Linked DNA regions of Gossypium hirsutum: region 2 is linked to region 1. Evidence: chromatin contacts called from public Hi-C data. All regions are on one chromosome and are shown on one strand. The core of a region is the stretch at or near the end of the contact, and the rest is flanking DNA. Distances in the headings are between cores, read along the strand shown.

Region 1 (3,376 bases), core at 608-3,107:
AAAATAGTTTCTACCAATGGTCTTACATGAGGTTCGATGTGCTTTTCAGAAGCCTCCTCCTCGGCAGTTTCCACATTAATATCATTTTCTGTTAACATAACCCAACATTGCATGAAATAAATTAAGTAGCTTGATCGCATAGTATCCTTTGCATCAGCTATTGAATGTTTTAAGCTAGCCAAACCCAATAAACGTTAAAATCAAACTTTACATTACAAATTCAGTATCATACCTTTTATCTTCGCATCATCTTTCACATTCTTCTCCTTTTTGGGAGTCTGAACCCTTGCTTTTACCCCCTTCTTTGGAGATTTTCCTTTAGAAGTCTTCTTTAGTGGAGACCTGTTGGCCCTGCCAGTCAGAACTGGATCACTTGCCTCTCCACTCTCTTGAGATAGAGACACTTTCTGCTTCCCTTGAGGAGAATGGCCAGGAGAAGACTCAGAATCGGATGATAACGACCATATCGAATGATTTACTGCCTGTTCAACATCTAACCACTTTCATCAGCTTCAATATTAACAGTGGTCCTCCAATCTAATCAGATTCATACCACGTTGGATATCTTTCTGTAGTAAACGTCTCAAACATATGAAGTAAAATTTACATTATAAAACTTTTATCATACTGTTAAATAAATGAAAATGGTTTTGTTCTACGATGAAATGATTCTTTCCAAAGCAAAATGTCTTTATTTTCATAAATTTCAAAACGATATCTAAAATCAATTTTTTAAGTTTGATGACATTTTTGATAAACCATGAAATGCAATAATAAAGGAGAACCCAGATTTAGGCAATCCCAAGGCAATATAATGTGATACCGTACATGAGATCCCAAGTGTTTCTCAGACATTTCTTCCGCAGCGACCTTTCCATCCTCCTCACTCCCTGCATCATTGCTAAAAGTTCATATTGCACAAGTTGTAAATAACGAGGTCAAAATCAAAGAAAGGGTTCAGAAATCAGAAGCTGAAATATTATATACTTTAAACAATTCATTAAAGCATCATTTCAGTTATTTGGAAACAACCCTTGCGTCAGTTCCTAACTATCATAGGAGAATTACTCCTTTTCTACCTTCAGAGTCCTTGAAGGCGTCGTTTTCCTTCTTTCCAGAAGGCTTTTGATTTACTTTATCGTGGTTTCTCTTTTCCAATGTGTCTTCATCATCAGCATCAGTTTTATCAACCCTACGCGGGCTACCATTTGGAGAAGAATTGGAATCCGAAGATAATGTCAGCGTAGAAGTCGGTGCCTAAAAACAAGGTAAATTCTCGCAAACCAGTAAGAAAACAATGTAAAGGTGCAACAGCTGGCTAACTGCTATACGGTTACAAAAAGAAAAGAGAACAATCTGATTAAACGTTAAACTTTAGCCATGAAAATAATGGGGAAAAAGCATGGTGCAGAGTGTCAAACAAATAAAAACATTTTAGAAGCTAAAGAAAGCAGGGTAAATATACCTGAAAAGAGCGCAGCCAATCTGGAGAATCTTCCCTGGAATTGTTCATTCCGCACCAATTATTCTTCCCTGATATTAGATTATACAAATTTATAACTCAGCAGCACTTATAAGCTGCGAAAACACAAAGCAAAATCCAAAGAAAATGTGAACAGAGAAACCCTAAAAGCCTAATTATGCACTGGGTAGCTGAACCAAACAAATTAAGAGTAATGCAACGGTGCCGGGTGTAGAATAGATCAAAGAGAAGTAAAAAAAAAAGAAACAGAAGAAGAAAGGAAAATTGAAAGTGATGAGTAGCAGAGAAAAAGAAATGGTAGAAATGAAAATGGAAGGAGAGGGAAAGAAGGAACAAGAGAAACGGAAGGGGGCTTATGGAGTTCTAGGCCCAATACCCTACAGATACAGATTCGATTTGAGGATTGATACAGAGTTTTTGAGTTAGGGCTTTATTTACACTGGGCTTTATTGGGCTCTGTTGAGGAGAGTTTGGGGCGAGGGAATTTGACCAGTTACATGATATTCAATCCAGGTGAAACCTTTTTTCTTTTTGTTTACCAGATACATACATTGACAGATGCAGCAAACCCATAATAACATGCCAATCAATAGTGCTATATCGGACTTGCTTCTCAACATACACGAACTTCCATTGTTTTTGCTCAAAATCCTACTTTGGACGCTCTTCTTGTCCATTTGCTTTTTCCTCAACACTCTAAAGTTGCTGCTCCCTTTTACTAGCCAACTTTACGTCTATCAATCCGATTAATATGTTAAACTACAATGTGCATATAGTTTTGGAAATTGAAGTTTGAGAAAAAATAAGAAAATCATATTTTTCTTATTATTTTTATTTTAAAATTGATTTTTTTTCATTATTTTTTGGTTCAGTTTTATCTTTGATTTTTTATATATAATTTTTCTTTTTTTTTAAAAAAAGTAATATATATTTTTAATTTCTATGGATTTTTAATAAATATTAATTTATTTCTTTTAATTTTTCAGTGTAATTGAATTGTATGGTTAAATTGGAATCAGAGGTCTTATTCAATCAATTTAACCTCCATTCTCGTTTTTACAACATTGATGTTAGCTTATATGCGAAATAAGCTATCATTGTATAAATGATCTAAGCTTTTTATTTTGAATATATAGACTTCTTTAATGTTTACATATTAGTTTATTTTAGACATTAGGTTTACAAAGTTGTTTAAGAGAAATATTGTAATTGATAGGTGTAATTAGGTGTATGCAATCACAATCCTTCTACGCTTATTTTAGTTTACTTTTGAGTAAAATCAAGTCGTTTTAGGATTAAATTGTGTTTTTGGTCATTTGTAAGTATGTTTGTGTTTTTGTGTCATTTTTAGCACTTTGATCTTATTCTATACTTTTGTTAATAGATTATGCTTAAAGGTGCACTTGTGAATGTGTAGGTGTGTAGAATGCTAAAGTGCACAACGGTTTGAAGGTTCTTGAACAGAGAGTCATGCCACGATGTAAGGGACTGAGATAGCATAAAGTCACTAAGGTTGGAGATCGCAATGTTAATTGATTGAAGATCGCAACCTAACTCACTGCTTGGTAATATCTTGTAGCTTGGGTTCGGTCACAGGACCGGGTTATGGGTGTTACATTTAATGGTATCAAAGCTACGGTTTAGTGGATTCTAAGATTGAAACATAGCTCGTACGAGTCTAGAAATACATGTCACTTATAACCGGTGATTATGTGATGCCTTCAGATCCGATTTGATTTTGGTTTTTTTTATAGATAAAAGATTTTAGCTGAGTTTAATCACGCTGCACCTAATAAAATAGATAGTAATGTTCCAACTCCTAAGCAATGAGCCGCTTAGAGTGTGCCCTCGATTCAAAGGCATGGAAGTGTGACGCATGGTGCCTTATTTCAA
Region 2 (3,376 bases), core at 436-2,935, 170 kb before region 1:
GTCTCTCTCACAGGCTGCAAGTTTGAGGATTGCAGAGCAGTACATTCAAGCCTTCAGCAATATTGCCAAGGAGGTAAAAGGGAGATCTCAGACTTGCTATTGCAAGTGGTAATATTGTCAAAGTTTATTCATTCTTTCATCCTGCTTGAACTTGGCCTTTTTGTTCATTTGTTAGGGTACAACAATGTTACTTCCTAGTTCAGCTGCAAACCCTGCCAACATGATTGCCCAAGCTCTCACCATGTACAAAAGCCTGGTGAGCAATTCTTCTACTGGTGATTCTCATGTAAGCAATTCTCTTGAGCTATCCAGAAGCACAAAGCATGCTCCTCCTGGAGAGACTGAAGGCGAAATCCCTAACCCCAGAGCTGTGGAAGCAAGGGACACAAATCATGTTGGTGAAGTAGGATTTTCACTTCAGAGCTCCAAGAAGAAAGAATAGAAGTGATTTTACCCAAATTCCCATTGACTGAAAACCAGATTTTGTTTCTGGGGTTCTTGTACGGGCACATCTTTGGTAGTAGTTAAAAGGTTCTGAAAATTACCAAAAGGAAGGCAAGGATTTAAGGGAGTTTTTAGAATTTGATGAAAGGATGCTCATTCATTTGCCAAGTGTTTAGAACTACTATGTCATGTAGGACGGATATAGTTATCTTTGATTGTCTCAAGAATCCAACCAAAGGTTAAAAAGTTTTCAGGAAAGGAACACTTGTGTTGCCCAAGTGAAAAAACTTCATCCTACACTCTACCTATACTCTAAATAAAGTAAAACTTCTTTTTTCTTTATTTTTTGCACTCTTATTTTTGTTTTTCCTAATGTTACTATAACGGTTTCAAGTGCAAAGCTTCACATGCAAGATCTAGGGACGTTGTCTAATCCCTTGTCTTGGTTATCATTCATACATATATTTTTAACCATTCAAAATATTTTATCAACCATTTAATGCGACAGTTTTTAAATTTGATATAATAATAAATTTAGTAATCAAAGTTTACTTATTATATTAATTTAGTCCTTTTTAAATTTAATCCTCATTGTTTACAATTATCGAATTTTATCTTATTTTTACATGAAAATATAATTCAATATAAAATGTGTTAAATAGAAATCAAAACAAAAAATATTATAAAAAAATATGTTTATAATTAAATTAGATAATTCCTACATATATTTCTTTCCTTGTACTTCAAATGGCAAAAAACTACATATATTTCTTTCTTTGTACTTCAAATGGTGAAGAACTAGGTATCTTTTAAAGACTGGTTAATTCATTTTTTGTTAGTTTGAGTTGGTTGTAAAGCAAATTAATTTTTTTAAGCTGTTAGACTTGAATTTAGTGTGTATTTTTTTTAAAGTAATTGAATTAATTATTTTTCAAAATTTGAACTGTTAGATGATTAAAGTGTGAATCTTATGAAATGTTATCAAATTACATAATATATAAATAAAAATGGTTAATTTTTTTAGTTTCAAGACCAAATTGACATGTTATATAAATATTAAAGGTTAAATATTTTAGATTTAAAATTAAATTGACACGATATATAAATTTTGAAGTTATTATACCATTTTCAAAAGTGGCCATGTCATCTTTTCATTGACCATCTATGAGATGGTGATCAAAATAGAGAAAGTTATTGATTTTATTTCATTTTAAATCATATGAGAATACGAGAATTTAGTGAATATCAATTATGTAAAATGTCTCAATTCCTGAGGCATAGGTATATAATTGCCACAACTTTCCTCCGGGTGCTCTTGTGAAATTCTAAGGTTTTTCAGTTGAATCGAATAGCATTTTGAGCACAAAGTTGTGATGTCTCAGGCATGAAATGCGGACGAGAAAAGTAAGCGGCACCGTCTATACACCAACTGACAAAGTCAAAAATAGACGGCGCTACAATATTTCCTAAATATTCGAAGCTCGTTTTACTATATTAATGGATTGGCTTCCATTCCTTCCTTGCCTCACCTTCGATTCCACCTCCGCATCTAAAAGCATCCTCAACCAACTACAATCCGACGACCTCCAGAAACTCGCGCACCCTTTAATCCCCAAACTCCAAACCTACCATGGGAGGCTGTGCGAGCAAACCTAAGGAGTTCGACGGCCCTGCCGACGCTCCTATAAGCTCTGACACCACTGCTCAGGTAGATAAATTACACTAAGTACCTCCAAGTTGTATGATGTTATTTCATTATAAACTATTTGTCATCGATATCTCTTACTAAATGCAGAGCAGCACTAACGGAGGTGAGAGTCAGATTGAGAAACCTGCGGTAGATGGTTCTGAACCGGAAAAGAAGGCTCAAACGGCTGTTTCTGCAGAAACAGACGCTGGTAAGAGCGTGAAACCAGCGGAGGATGACGCTAAAGCCGACGACAAGAATGCTGAAGATAAGGTGGAGGCTACCCCAAAACAGGAGGCTGAAGAGCCTGAGCATAAATCAAATGATGCCCCAAGCAAGGAAGAAGTTAAAAGTGAGGCCCCTCTTGCCTCGCTTTGATCATGGATCAACAATTCAAGCCTAGTGGGTTTGATCACGTTTCCATAATTAGAAAGGCTTGAATTTTATGTTATAGTAATATTTATCACTTTCATCAGATCAGCTTTATATTTATTTGTGGTAATTAATAAATTATTATATCCCTATTAGAACAATTTTCTTATAAAAACCTACGTTTTGATCATCGAATTTAAAATATAAAATTTGTTGAAAAGTGAATTGAAAATTAAGTATTGAATTTAAATTTTAAAATATGTTTAATATATTTATAATTTTATAGTTTAATAAATATATATTTTAAATTATGAAATATTTAAATATATATTTTTATCCTTATATATATATTATTACAAATTTTTTAATATATTCACATCATAAAAATTTGTATATAACAAGAAAAGAAAAAAGTATTCGTGGAATTAAACTTCTTCATTTTTTTATATAAAATTTAATGGTGTTTTACAAGTTATATTTTGTAATTTAGAAATTTAATTTATAATTTTTATAGAACAATCATGAATTAAATATAGAACAAAAAATAATTTTCTTACTTTCAGTAGAAAAGTAAATATCTCCTCCTATAGAAATCGGTAAAATTATTATTTTCGAAAAATATAATCTATACTTAGAAAATAAATTATGTAATATTTTTTAGCAGAATAATAATATCTCAAAGTTGTGTATATCTTTTTTATAGCCTTAGCAGTGACATCCATTTATAGGGAGAGATTGAAGAATCTTGGTTGAAATGGTAGAATACAAATAATACTTATTCGATACAAAAACAAGTCCCCTAGTTCTACTAGGAGAGAGGGTGACTAACCGTAGTTAATTATACTAAGGCTGCCAGCCCTCATACACATTATA

The links. Hi-C and Micro-C count contacts between places; a contact is called where the count stands out from the background.
Region 2: a contact with region 1 is called in a Hi-C map of leaf, with 4 times the contacts expected there. The contact joins the promoter of LOC107921798 here to the promoter of LOC107922471 in region 1. A contact is called at or near these places in 7 of 34 Hi-C or Micro-C datasets (callus, leaf and petal).

What each region holds. Positions count from the first base shown.
Region 1 is chrA08:87,527,179-87,530,554 of Gossypium_hirsutum_v2.1, reverse strand. LOC107922471 (DNA-binding protein BIN4) reads right to left here and starts at 1,857. Exons shown (of 12, transcript XM_016852520.2): 1 at 1,466-1,857; 2 at 1,080-1,257; 3 at 829-890; 4 at 233-482; 5 at 27-88. The coding sequence starts at 1,513.
Region 2 is chrA08:87,698,402-87,701,777 of Gossypium_hirsutum_v2.1, reverse strand. LOC107921798 reads left to right here and starts at 1,685. Exons shown (of 2, transcript XM_016851645.2): 1 at 1,685-2,152; 2 at 2,240-2,664. The coding sequence starts at 2,075. The coding sequence ends at 2,509. LOC107922481 (stomatin-like protein 2, mitochondrial) reads left to right here. Exons shown (of 9, transcript XM_016852546.2): 8 at 14-73; 9 at 176-786. The coding sequence ends at 442.